Regions from separate parts of the Sus scrofa genome. Here region 1 is linked to region 2. The links are chromatin contacts, called in public HiChIP or PLAC-seq maps. All regions are on one chromosome and are shown on one strand. Each heading gives the region's core, a stretch centred on a gene start, on an enhancer-like site or on the middle of the called end of the contact. The rest is flanking DNA. Distances are from core to core; before and after follow the strand shown. Region 1 overlaps STAT5B (signal transducer and activator of transcription 5B). Region 2 overlaps CAVIN1 (polymerase I and transcript release factor).

The links. HiChIP or PLAC-seq counts read pairs in DNA pulled down with a chosen protein or histone mark.
Region 1: a contact with region 2 is called in an H3K27ac HiChIP or PLAC-seq map of skeletal muscle. The contact joins two enhancer-like sites. A contact is called at or near these places in 1 of 5 promoter capture datasets (fetal liver), 7 of 47 Hi-C or Micro-C datasets (alveolar macrophages, blood, embryonic fibroblasts and 3 more) and 1 of 2 datasets of contacts at active chromatin or transcription factors (skeletal muscle).

What each region holds. Positions count from the first base shown.
Region 1 is chr12:20,561,733-20,564,614 of Sscrofa11.1, reverse strand. STAT5B (signal transducer and activator of transcription 5B) reads right to left here. Exons shown (of 18, transcript NM_214168.1): 12 at 1,446-1,652; 13 at 63-157. Among named protein-coding and RNA genes, the nearest start is that of GHDC, 18 kb to the left of the region's middle. Within about 2 kb of position 1,609, at least 2 of the 83 cell types and tissues checked have an H3K27ac peak or open chromatin away from gene starts, as enhancers often do. A contact at or near this core is called in skeletal muscle, where this site is marked.
Region 2 is chr12:20,374,286-20,376,985 of Sscrofa11.1, reverse strand. CAVIN1 (polymerase I and transcript release factor) reads right to left here. Exons shown (of 2, transcript XM_021066983.1): 1 at 588-2,700. The coding sequence starts at 1,262. Among named protein-coding and RNA genes, the nearest start is that of CAVIN1, 3.2 kb to the right of the region's middle. Within about 2 kb of position 1,280, at least 53 of the 83 cell types and tissues checked have an H3K27ac peak or open chromatin away from gene starts, as enhancers often do. A contact at or near this core is called in skeletal muscle, where this site is marked.

The DNA of each region.
Region 1 (2,882 bases), core at 360-2,859, 190 kb before region 2:
TGTTTTAATGCCGGAAAGATCATCTTCCTAACTCTACTGCTAACTTAAGAAAGGATTCTCACCCATCGTTCCAATGAGGCTTGAGATGTTTTTTTAACACTTCCATCACGCCATCAAACCACTGCCAGAAAGTGTAATTCCGTCCTGGTAAATTTTCCTGGTTGGAGAGACAACAAATGAATACAAATAGGCAGAAGGAACCCTCAGGATATTACCCGTATAGACTTTAACTGGTGAAATTAAAGGGAAAATAACATCTACACTGTCAGAATCATAGAAATATACACGCCTGCCTGAGTTTGATCAAGTGGTCCTACAACCAAAAAAAAAAAAAAAACCAGGATAGAGAGGAAAAGACAGAAGAAGGGGGAAATACCACAGAGCAGTTACCAACAGTCCGTGGATCTCGGCTACAAACACTTGCCCCTGCATCTGGACTGACTTGTTCTTTGCTTTTGGGGGGGGGGGGCGGAGCAAAGGAGAAAAGAATAGCTTTATTGCTTTGACAGGCATAAGAGGGTCACAGGAGGCTAAGGCCCTAAAGACTGGGCCCCCTCCTTTACTGTTTTTGATGTGTGGTCTGTGACCCGCAGCGGCAGCGTTGCCAGGGAGCCTCTGGGAAACGCAAAATATCAAGCCCCATTTCAGACCTGCTGAAGCTGAGCCTGCGCCTTAACAAGCTGCCCAGGTGATGTGTAAATTTGAACTGGACTAGATCACACTGTGAGGCCACAGAGAACACGCCATCATACAGCTGCTGCAATAATTATCAGCAAAGTGCAGTTATCTGATTCTGCTGGAAGGCATGATTCTGCAACGGAAAAGACAGACTACCAAGGCCTCCTGCTTCCCCTATCGAACCTCCTCTGACTACCAGCAAACCTGTTGGCTAGCTGGTTAACACACAGCCATTTAAAAGAGTTAGACTCAGAGACTATGAGATCTTTGAACTGGGGCACTTAAAACACGGGGGTGGCCATGGATGCAAAGACACAAACGTTCAATTTAAAATCGAAGATGTGACAGGTGGCATCTGAACTGCCTGAGGCTAGAGGAAATGTGGCCTTCATTGGCACCCTCTTTTGAGGGCTGAGGGCCCCATGGGAGTCTGACTTTGCATTACACTCAAGGAGCCTCAGAGAGTCAAGGGGACTGAGCCATGGAGTTCTGAGCATCACCAAAGCTTTACTTCTCATGAGTTATGTGATCATTTGCTTTGCTGTTTCCTTTACAAAGGAAGAAAATGCATGCAAAGCCGTTTGCTTAAATATTCAAGCACAAAATTTTCTACACACACACACACAAAGCATGTGGCTTTCAGAGGCTTCCTATTACCGTGGGCATGGTGTATTAGAGGCATGAGGAACGGGGGCCCGGGGCAGGGATGCTCCCGAGGGGTCTGGCCTGGAGGGGCTGATCTGATTGCAGCAGGCGGGGGCCCTCACCCTGTTGAACTGGGACCAGGACACAGACATGCCGCTGTAGTCCTCCAGATGGCTGCTGCTGCTGTTGAAGAGCTTCTGCGCCAGGAACACGAGGTTCTCCTTGGTCAGGCCCCGGTTGCTCTGCACCTCGGCCTTGAATTTCATGTTGAGCGCCTCGCACAGCTGCGGCCACAGGACTTTGTCAGGCACCGCAAAGGGCACCCTGCCCTGCGGGGGTGGGGTGAAGGGGAGAGAAGCCAGAACCTTAGGAGAAAACACCTGCAGGATTTATCCCCTCAGCCCGAAAAAGAAAACCACTGAGGAGGGGATGGAGTTGCAAACACTTGTCTGGCTGAGCGTGGGGCTAAACTCAAACCTTCGCGGGGTTTGCGGTTCTGGGACATTGAGAAGGTTCCATCTCACTGTCTTCACATGCCACTTGGAAGCTATCAGTGCTGTTCCGTAAAAGAGCTGCTGGACATACTGTCTGATCCCATGCTCTCATGGTCACGGAGACAAAACATGACCAAAGTCTGACTCTGACACTATAAACTCAAAGGGAGTACAAATCCACAAGACTGGTTCTCTAGGTGCAGAGAGAGAATGTGTGTGTTCATATGTGGGTGCGCAACCGTCATCCGTGCCCTTGACCCCTTCTGCCAAGAACTCCAGCTCAAAGTGAAAGGACTTACTATGGAAGAGTGGAAACTGTGCTCTGACAACTTTACTGCAAAACAGGTTAGAATGTGAATTTTTTTTTTTTTTTTGTCTTTTTGCTATTTCTTTGGGCCGCTCCCGTGGCATATGGAGGTTCCCAGGCTAGGGGTCGAATCGGAGCTGTAGCCGCCAGCCTACGTGCCAGAGCCACAGCAACGTGGGATCCAAGCCGCGTCTGCAACCTACACCACAGCTCACAGCAATGCCGGATCCTTAACCCACTGAGCAAGGGCAGGGACCGAACCCGCAACCTCATGGTTCCCAGTTGGATTCGTTAACCACTGCGCCACGATGGGAACTCCAGAATGTGAATTTTTAATAAATGGCTTTTCATCCCATTCAGCCACGGTATTTCATTTTAATTATTGTAACTTTTTTTTGGAATAGGCAATTTCTCCACATGATATAAAATTTCAAAAGCACAGAAGGGCCTACAGTGAAGTCATTTCCCTTCTCTGTCCATCAGCAATCTAGTTCCTTTCCTAAATCTTGTAATCTAGTTTACTGGGTATACCTCCAAAGATATTCTTTACATGCTGGCAAATATGTATACATTTCCCCTTTTTTAATATATAGAACCCACATCTTGCATCTTTTTTTTTTTTTTCACTTAATATTTTATCTGAGAGGCCTCAGCACATAAAATTTTCTTTCGAGGCTGCTCATTATTCTACACTATGGAGGAATAATAATATATTTAACCTCGCAGGGGGACATCTGCGCACGAGTCTCCAGTCTTTG
Region 2 (2,700 bases), core at 31-2,530:
GAGCAGATGCAGCGCGGGGACGGCGTAGGCAGCCGAGGCTGATGCGTGGGCGAAGGGTCCGCGGGGGCGTGCTGGCAGTCGCGTCCCTCTCCTGGCGCAGCCCCCGCAGTGCGTGCCTGAGCCCTGAATCACCCGCTATATCGGGCGGGCAGCGCCGGAGGCCCCAAACTCGGGCCCGCGCGGCCAGTGTCCGCTTACAGCGGGCCCCAGTGTCCGCCAGGCACCCCGGCTTTCCCCAAAACTTCCTCCAAATAGGGAGACTTGACAGAGCTAGGTCGGGAGCTACCTGCGAGGGTCATTGTTCCTGAGACCAGCACCCTAACTCAGTTCTGCTACGCATTTGACACCGGAGGGAGGGGCCTGGGTAAGAGAGGAGGCGCGGAGTGCAGAGCGCGCCCCTCTGCGCGCTCCAGGAGCCCGCCACCCACCCCACGGCACCCCACCCCTGCAACCCTCACCGGAAGAAGGCTGGGTCCCCCGAGCGGAGCCAGGCTGGCAGAAGAGCCGCGCCACGGGCGGCTTCCCCCACCCCAAGCTCCAGTAAGGGGAAAAGTGGGCCTCTGGGCGCGGTCCGCCCGCCAGCTCACCTGGTAGATCATGACTTTAAAGTTTCGGCGCCGCAGCAGCTCGGCCTCGTTGACCTCCAGCTTCTTGATCTGGCCTGCCTGGAGTTCCAGGCTGCCGCGCACGGTCTTCACGTTGACGCTGACCTTGCGCACCTTCTCCAGCAACTTGCTCACCGTGTTGCTGGTGGTGGCGTGTGCCTTGCCCAGCTTGCTCAGCTCGCCCTGGATGCTCTGCACGGCGCCCTCCATCTCCGCCTGCCGCTCTTCCAGCTGGGCTTGGGTCAGCTGGATCTGGTCGACGGCGCCGATGATTTTGTCCAGAAGGCTCAGTACCAGCACGCCGTTCACCTGGTCCGATTTGATCAGCTCCTCAGAGCCGGCCCCCGACGGCTCCTCGGCCGCCGCGGCCGCCGGAGCCCCCATGGAGGAGGACCCCTGGTCCCCGGCGTCAGAGTACCCGGGAAGCGGCTGCTCGATGATGTGGAGCTGGGTGTCCTCCATGGCTGCCCGGAGCCGTGCGGGTCCTGCCGGCTGGAGCTGGAACAGGAGACCCGGAGAAGAGGAAGAGCAGGAGGGGAGAGAGTGGATAGCGGAGGAAACTCGAGCCACGTCCGTGCGCACCGGGACGGTGGCCAGAACTGTGGGGCGGGGGATCGGTGAGTTCCCCGGCTCCCAGACCAAACCCCGGAGTCTCATCGCCCATTGGCTGGCCCGACCCCAGAAAAGGAGGGACCGGGGCAGAAGGGGAGACCGACGCTGGGGAAGGGGGGGCAACCCAGGGGGACCCAAGAGCCGAGCGCCCCACCCTTCCCAGGATGGTTGGAATAGTTGGAGCGGGAGACTAGGGCCTCCGCCGGCAGCGGAGGCGGCGGGAGCGGGAACGGGGCTGAGGAATGTGAGCTGGGGAAGGGAAACAGGTCCCGGAGTGTTGCTGTACGTTTCCCTCTCGCTTTTTTCGCTCACTCCCAAACCCACCTCTGCATTTTTCAGTTCCAGGTCGGGTCGACAGACGCGACAGGAGATCCCGAGATTATGTGCAAAATTTTGTATTTTGTCCAGTTTTTGAGAGGGAAAGGATCCATGGCTTCCACAGTCTTTTCAGAGAGGTTTCTAATTGTCTAGCCCGCCAAGTTACCCACCAGTGTCGTGAAAGCTTGAGGGGTGGTTTGCCCAAGGCAAGGGAGAACTGAAATTAGAGTCAGTGGTAGTGAGGGGCTGCCAAGCTTCCTGGAGGTTCCTCTTAGAATTATCCTCAGAGGAGGATTCAGATGGGTGATAAAATAGAAACTAAAGCCTTTTACTCATCTCTCACCTTTCGCTGTGTTTCTGCCTGCCTCAGACGTCTGGCTGACACCAGTCTGGAGAGCAGGGTTGGGAGTACCTCTGCCTCTCTGGAGACGGGTGCTCCGCGGTCAGAGCCATCGGACCCGGAATGAGGGCTTGGAGAGGGATGGTGACTTGCCAGGAGGTTATTAGCTGGTTAGCACTGACGTGGCACTCGAACCAGGTGTGAAAACTCCTCTCTCGCACTTTCCACCTTAGCAGGCTGTACTGGGACAGGGAAGGGCCGACCCAGATGTGCACCAGCCTGTTGACTTGAGGATTAACTACAAACATGTTTTCAACCATAATGGGTGTCAAGCAGCAGGCATCTCTGAGCACAATCAAGGAGGGCCCATAGCTCAAAAGTCCAGGGAGGAGAAACTGCCCATTCTCCCCTATTTAGGCCCCTAACACGGGACTGGAGCTGTGAGTTCCCTGAAGCAGCACTGCCCCCCTTTACCCTAGAAAAGCCACAAACCTTTTCCCTGCTTAGGAAACCAAGCTTGGGTTTCCCCAGCTGGATAGATGATGGTCTTGGCAAAAGGTCACTTCTAGTCTGGCAGGCATTATCATTAGGAAGAGTGGGAAAGTGTTTGGTGGGGAGCCCGGGCCCTATTAATCTAGTTAGAGAACCTACCAAGCCAGAAAGGAGCTGAAAAGTTGACTGTCTGGAATAGTGTGGGATAGCCTGGGATCGTCCGCGATAATCTGGGGTAGTGGGGGGATAGGCTGGGATTGTCTGGGGTAGCCCCAACAACTATTGAACAAGATATTTCCCCTGACACTTCATAGCTGTTTCCACAGAAACAAG